Regions from separate parts of the Mus musculus genome. Here region 1 is linked to region 2. The links are chromatin contacts, called in public HiChIP or PLAC-seq maps. All regions are on one chromosome and are shown on one strand. The core of a region is the stretch at or near the end of the contact, and the rest is flanking DNA. Distances in the headings are between cores, read along the strand shown. Region 1 holds the start of Adam6b (a disintegrin and metallopeptidase domain 6B). Region 2 has its middle 70 kb from the start of Adam6b.

The links. HiChIP or PLAC-seq counts read pairs in DNA pulled down with a chosen protein or histone mark.
Region 1: a contact with region 2 is called in a RAD21 HiChIP or PLAC-seq map of pro-B cells, with 5 times the contacts expected there. The contact joins the promoter of Adam6b here to the enhancer-like site in region 2. A contact is called at or near these places in 2 of 15 datasets of contacts at CTCF or cohesin (large pre-B cells and pro-B cells), 1 of 484 Hi-C or Micro-C datasets (CD4 T cells), 9 of 115 datasets of contacts at active chromatin or transcription factors (CD8 T cells, T-cell acute lymphoblastic leukemia, bone marrow-derived macrophages and 6 more) and 3 of 9 other capture datasets (adipose tissue, liver and pancreatic islet).

Annotation. Positions count from the first base shown.
Region 1 is chr12:113,488,239-113,491,819 of GRCm38.p6, reverse strand. It overlaps Adam6b (a disintegrin and metallopeptidase domain 6B), which reads right to left and starts at 2,255. Exons shown (of 1, transcript NM_001009545.1): 1 at 1-2,255. The coding sequence starts at 2,255. It also overlaps Igh.
Region 2 is chr12:113,417,607-113,421,016 of GRCm38.p6, reverse strand. It overlaps Igh and Ighm. Among named protein-coding and RNA genes, the nearest start is that of Adam6b, 70 kb to the left of the region's middle. Within about 2 kb of position 1,761, at least 3 of the 459 cell types and tissues checked have an H3K27ac peak or open chromatin away from gene starts, as enhancers often do. A contact at or near this core is called in pro-B cells, where this site is marked.

The DNA of each region.
Region 1 (3,581 bases), core at 1,006-3,505, 70 kb before region 2:
CTTGCTGGTCCTTGCCCAGAACGTAAAGTAGCTTGCAAGTCTTCAAATCTAAAAATCTTAGTAACTCCTACACGAGTGGCAATGCCAAAGAGCAGTGCAACAAAGAGGAAGTAAATACGACCAAAGAGTATTCTTAAATACACCACTGGCTCTTGTTTTTGTTTTATTGTGTGCCTTTGAACTGGAGGGGACCCACTGTCTATGCTCCCACTTAGTCCCTCTTCTTTGCACTCTGGAGGCTTCCAACCAAAATGACAATGGCAATTCCGATGATTGTTACACACTCCTCTAAAACTGCATTTTTCTGGGGTGCAGTCATAACCCAAATGAGATAAACTTCCACTGCAAGCTCCTTGATCACAGAACTTACTTTTGGAGCAGGGGGTACCATGTCTCACCATTCCAGCATCTGTTGTTTCTGTCCCACGATGTTCATCAAGCCCAAAGCAGGTAAACCCAGAGATAATCGATTGATGGAATGAAACATGTTCTTGCAAATATGGAAGATTGGTGACATTGGTACACTGCAACCTTCCACACAGCTTGTCCTGATCAGCACAAGCATTGAATGTGAGGCTTTCTTCTGCTCTAGTACAATGCCCAAATCGAAACCGTTGTTTGTTGATGTCATAGCACTTAATATTAGCATTCTTAGCACTTACACCAAAGATTTCCATGCATTGTATGTTGCGATCAGTGCAGTTACCTTTATAGCAGTAACCATCTTCTGAGCATGGTGTCCCATCTTGCAGATAAGTGTCATCTGGGCAAATGTATTTAGTCCCATTACAGTACTCTGGAAGATCACATATGTTCTGGATAGGTCTGCAGAGTGTCCCAGAAGGACTGTAAGTGCAATTTGCACAGCATAATTCTTTATCACAAATGCTACCAGGTGTTAACCTGCAATCATTTCCACAGCAGGGATCTGAATAACATGCCTTTTGGGAGCCACAGTCACACTGCTCATCGTTATCTACTTTGAAGTTTCCACAAAACTTATAAGTCAATGATGTATTATAATAAACATGACGGTCATAGAAAAGACATGGCATCAGACCAGGAGTATTAAGTATGTTGCTTATCTCTGCAAGGGAACAATTGCTGAAAGCATCTGTTAATTGAGGATGTCTGAACATAATGCAGGTGTTCCTTCTCTGGCAGACACAGTACCCCTCATCATATTTTAAGCCTAAACTCCTTCCAACACGATTGGTTATTATAGGAGATAAAAATAAAGGATTTCGATCATATTTACCAATACAAATTAGGGCTAAGGAAGAACATATACTCCTCTCAGCTGGATTAACCTGGTTATCTTGTGGCCCATACTTATTAAGTAAAACTCCTGCATCAGGCTTAAATTTATTATAAAAGACTGACACATAGTAATTATAAGCCGACCCTCCTGGAACTGCAAACTCAAGTCGAAATGGATCAGAATTGGTGTACACAGTCATGAGAAAGACATAGTACCGCATATGAAGATTGGTCAGATAGGTGTCCATTAAACTAATGACTTGAAACAAATACCCAACAGTAGATGAAAGTTTGTCACCTGCAGCAGAATTATATACAGAATTGGTTGCTTGAAAGTGGCCTTTTATAGCAGCTGGATGTGTAGCGTAGTTCTTACTAGATATTCTGGGAGCTCCATCTGCATATTCCAATCTGGAGGAGGGAGAACCTGTATTATGGCTCCAGTGCTTCCATGCATTCATAGGCCCTGTGTCATCAGACTCAGATACTATCTGAGAAACAAGGTGTTCAAAGCTCTGTGAATCATTGAGGGGTTTGATTTCATAGGTAAGGTCATCTAACTTCATGACCCCTGACAGGCCCCCATAACAAGTATCCACAGTGACCATGGATTGTGGGATCCCCTCCAGGTAGCCAATATAGTAACAATCTACAGGAAAAAAGGGGTAATCCATCTGTAAGGCTCCTTGGTCATCTTGAGTTGTCAGCAACAAGTGTCTGGGCCAAATGAGTGTCTTTCTCCGCAGGTGGATGATATGTCTCTGGCCCCGAAAATGCAAGCTATATGAGAGCAGTCTTTGTGCTTGAAGTCCTTTGGTATGGTAGATCTCCTTCCGAGGAATAACCACCTCCGATGAGATGTAACGCCAAGTAGGATGGCCTTGAGAACACCAGACTGGAACCAGGAGGAGCAGCCAGAGTGCAAATAGCAAGAGGAGGACCCTGGGGACCACAGGTCTTTCCACTAGCCTCATGCCCCAGGTCAGAGATAACATCCTGGGTGGAGCTAAATCCCTCTGCTGTGGCCACTGCCTGGTCTAGAAAATACTGACAGAGGACTAAAAACCTCCTCAGGCTCCCAACCTAAGTGGTTACCCAGACAACTGGAGTTAGGTAACAGTCACTGGGTGTGGCAGGAATTGAGTCTGAATGTGTTAGCTGAGGTTGAGGTTAAATATTGTCAAAAGGGATGTCTATAAATGTGCCTGGACAAGAAAAGTCAGAAGCAGCAAGGAGTGTCTCTGACAGGCTCAATCCTTTCTTTTCTTTTTTTGAAGTTCAAAATATCATTTCCACGTGAATGTATTTGGTTCCCAGTGTGACTCTGGGTCTCTTTCTAGGAGTCAATATTTCTTTATATCTTGGCTCATGTTTCTCACAGTTGTTCTAATTTCTTGTTTTGTTTTGTTTGTTTGTTTGAACGTTAGTAGTAAATACTGTCTATATTAGCCTTTTAGCTATAAATGATTGTTTTTATTTCTTCTAATCATATTTTGTTTGAGTTTTGGTTAAACTATTTACAAATGAGTTTTTTTTTTTTCCTTTTGGGTGTTGCTCGAAAGTTTGGAGCTTTCTGTTAATATTGTGTTGTTATTTTTCCAATATTATTAGACCTGAGAATTCTATCTGGGTACCTGTGAACTCTAGAATTTTTAAAAATTCCATCTCTTGGGAACATTACCTCTGACCCCGTCTGAGGCCGAAGTGGCTGTCCCCCTCCAACCTTTAGTATCTTTCTTTCCTGACTATTGGGATTTCTTCAAGCAATCAGGCTGATGGGTTCTCAGCAGTGAGACCAGTAGACTGCCGGTATGAACGTCGAAGAGACTGCCACACACTCCAGGTTCATCAACAGTGCTTTCGCGTCTCTTACTTTTGTAGAAGGAAAAGCAGCCTCTGAGTTATCTCCAAGAAATCATTAATGAAAGAGTTAAAAGATGGGTATCACCCGGAGTTCATGACAAGCCCTGGCTCAGACACGTGAGCAAGGTCTACAGCCCCAAAGATAGGCTGCCCTGCAACATGTATTTATAAGATAGAAGAAAAAAATGGGTGGTTGGAGGGTTGATCAACTTACTTCCTCTCAAACATATATATCTCATCTAAGTGTGCAGGGGAAAACTCTGTAGGACTACTGGGATTGTTATTATCATTATTATTATTATTATTATTATTATTATTATTATTATTATTATTAACTTAAGGCATTTTATTAGATATTTTCTTCATTTAGTTTTCAAATGTTATCCCCGGAACCTCCTATACTCTCTCCCTGCCCTGCTCCCCAACCCACCCACTCCTACATCCTGGCCCTGGCATTC
Region 2 (3,410 bases), core at 512-3,011:
TGGAACTCCGGAGAGACCTATACCTGTGTTGTAGGCCACGAGGCCCTGCCACACCTGGTGACCGAGAGGACCGTGGACAAGTCCACTGGTAAACCCACACTGTACAATGTCTCCCTGATCATGTCTGACACAGGCGGCACCTGCTATTGACCATGCTAGCGCTCAACCAGGCAGGCCCTGGGTGTCCAGTTGCTCTGTGTATGCAAACTAACCATGTCAGAGTGAGATGTTGCATTTTATAAAAATTAGAAATAAAAAAAATCCATTCAAACGTCACTGGTTTTGATTATACAATGCTCATGCCTGCTGAGACAGTTGTGTTTTGCTTGCTCTGCACACACCCTGCATACTTGCCTCCACCCTGGCCCTTCCTCTACCTTGCCAGTTTCCTCCTTGTGTGTGAACTCAGTCAGGCTTACAACAGACAGAGTATGAACATGCGATTCCTCCAGCTACTTCTAGATATATGGCTGAAAGCTTGCCTAACCTGGTGCAGGCAGCATTCAGGCACATATATAGACACACATGCATTTATACATAGATATATAGGTACACATGTGTAGACACATACATGAATGTGTATTCATGGACACACAGACAAAGGTACACATATATACACATGAGTTCATGCGCACACACATGCATGGACACTTACAAACGCCTTCAGAGACAAATAGGCATAGACACACAACCACTCACAGAAACAGATACCAATATGCATGGTCCTGTGTACACAGAAACAGACTATAGGCAAATATACACAAATAAACTATATAGATACAAAGATATGCATATACACACATGTACAGAAACATCTTCACATGTGTACACTAACATGTGAACAGGTATAGCACACAGATACACCTGGACTCTGACCAGGGCTGTAATCTCCAAGGCTCACGGCTCAGAGAGCCTACACTAGGCTGGGTCACTGATACTCCTCAGGAGCCCACTCTATGATTGGGAGAGATAACCCCAGGTACAAAGTATGCCTATCTGTCTCAACACCATGGGGCAGAAGATACTCCACTAACCACCCATGACAGAAAGTTAGCCTTGGCTGTGTCTCCATTAATAGAACACCTCAGAAGACCAATGTGAAATTGCCTAACCCACTCACACCCACCCTGATCTCCAGTTCAAAATGCAGAAAACATAATGCAGTTGTCCAAAAGATGCCCCAACCACACACACACACACACACACACACACACACACACACACACACACACACACACACACACACCATCAAGGAGCCTCTGTAAGGAGTCACCACCCAATAACACTGCCTCTTTGGGCTCATATCCTGGACATTCTTCATATTCATATCCATTTGGGGCCTAGGCTTTAGATATCCCCAAGGGCTCATCTTTACAGGGATCAGAGATCCCAATAAATGCCCTGGTCCCACAGCCTCCCTCAGGTATCTGTCTGTTTATCTCTTGGTACCAAGACCCAACATTGCTGGCAGGGGTAGGACAAGCAACGCACGGGAACTCTGATCAAAGAAAGTCATGAGATGCCTGAGTCCTTCAGGAAGTAAGGAGGGACAACCTCTGGTATCCCTGTTCTTATTGCTAAAGCCCAAGAGACAGGGAGACCTGCTCTAAATTCTCAGTCTAAACAGCACCGATGGCACCACCTGCTCAGGGAAAGTCCAGAGCACACCAATATCATTTTGCCACAGTTCCTGAGTCTGCCTTTACCCAGGTCCATACATTGCATCTGTCTTGCTTGCTCTGCTGCCCCAGGGCTCCTGGAACAAAGGCTCCAAATTAGTGTGTCCTACAGCTTGGCCTGTTCTGTGCCTCCGTCTAGCTTGAGCTATTAGGGGACCAGTCAATACTCGCTAAGATTCTCCAGAACCATCAGGGCACCCCAACCCTTATGCAAATGCTCAGTCACCCCAAGACTTGGCTTGACCCTCCCTCTCTGTGTCCCTTCATAGAGGGGGAGGTGAATGCTGAGGAGGAAGGCTTTGAGAACCTGTGGACCACTGCCTCCACCTTCATCGTCCTCTTCCTCCTGAGCCTCTTCTACAGCACCACCGTCACCCTGTTCAAGGTAGTGTGGTTGTGGGGCTGAGGACACAGGGCTGGGACAGGGAGTCACCAGTCCTCACTGCCTCTACCTCTACTCCCTACAAGTGGACAGCAATTCACACTGTCTCTGTCACCTGCAGGTGAAATGACTCTCAGCATGGAAGGACAGCAGAGACCAAGAGATCCTCCCACAGGGACACTACCTCTGGGCCTGGGATACCTGACTGTATGACTAGTAAACTTATTCTTACGTCTTTCCTGTGTTGCCCTCCAGCTTTTATCTCTGAGATGGTCTTCTTTCTAGACTGACCAAAGACTTTTTGTCAACTTGTACAATCTGAAGCAATGTCTGGCCCACAGACAGCTGAGCTGTAAACAAATGTCACATGGAAATAAATACTTTATCTTGTGAACTCACTTTATTGTGAAGGAATTTGTTTTGTTTTTCAAACCTTTCCTGCGGTGTTGACAGCCCAAGGATTATCTGAATAGAGCTTAGGAACTGGAAATGGAACAGTGCAGTCTGATGGTACTTAAGGGAGAAAGAGGGAAAGGAGGTGTGGAAGAAGAAAAAAGAGAAGCAGAGGGGGAGGGGAGAAGGGAGAGGGAGAGGGAGAGGGAGAGGGAGAGGGAGAGGGAGAGGGAGAGAGAGAGAGAGAGAGAGAGAGAGAGAGAGAGAGAGAGAGAGCATGCACTCTAACAGCAAAGTACAACACAGGCAGCCAATGGATAGCACTCTGGTTATCTACCCTGATGGAAGAAGGGAAGTAGGGCAGAGAAAATTCCAGGCCTAATCTCCCAAAAGCAACAGAACCTGGAAACTAGCCTCTAGCCTTAGGTCTCTGCTCTGTCCCCAGCCCACCATCTTGGGCTGGTGTTGCTTCAAGCTAGTAATTTAGGTCTTATCCCAAAGCTTTGTGGTATGTGGGTGTGCCTTTGGGGAGTTGGCTGAGATTTTGAAGATGTTTGTACCTCTCCCACAACATGACAAGCCCTAGGGGTTAGTCAATAACTCAAATTCTCTGTCTATGACAACTGCTGTATGACTATATGAAGAAATGGGATAAAGATGCTATAGTCACTCGAGGACAGATAAAGGCCTGCTCACAGAGCAAGAATGGAAAGGAGAGGAAGGCAGGTCATGGGCTTCAGTTCAGAGAAGGAAGCACAGCAAATACAAGGTGAGGGCCATGCTAGTTACTCCCTTGTTCATCATGTGGACAGCTAGAGAAGCCCACTGACATGGGAAGTCTGGGCTAACTGACTACATTGAGAGGAGGACCAGGAAGCAGGGCATGAGAGAGAACATCAGACCATGGGAGGGATCTGTGTAGATGCCAGGGTCCTAAAGAGAGTCTTTAAATAAAT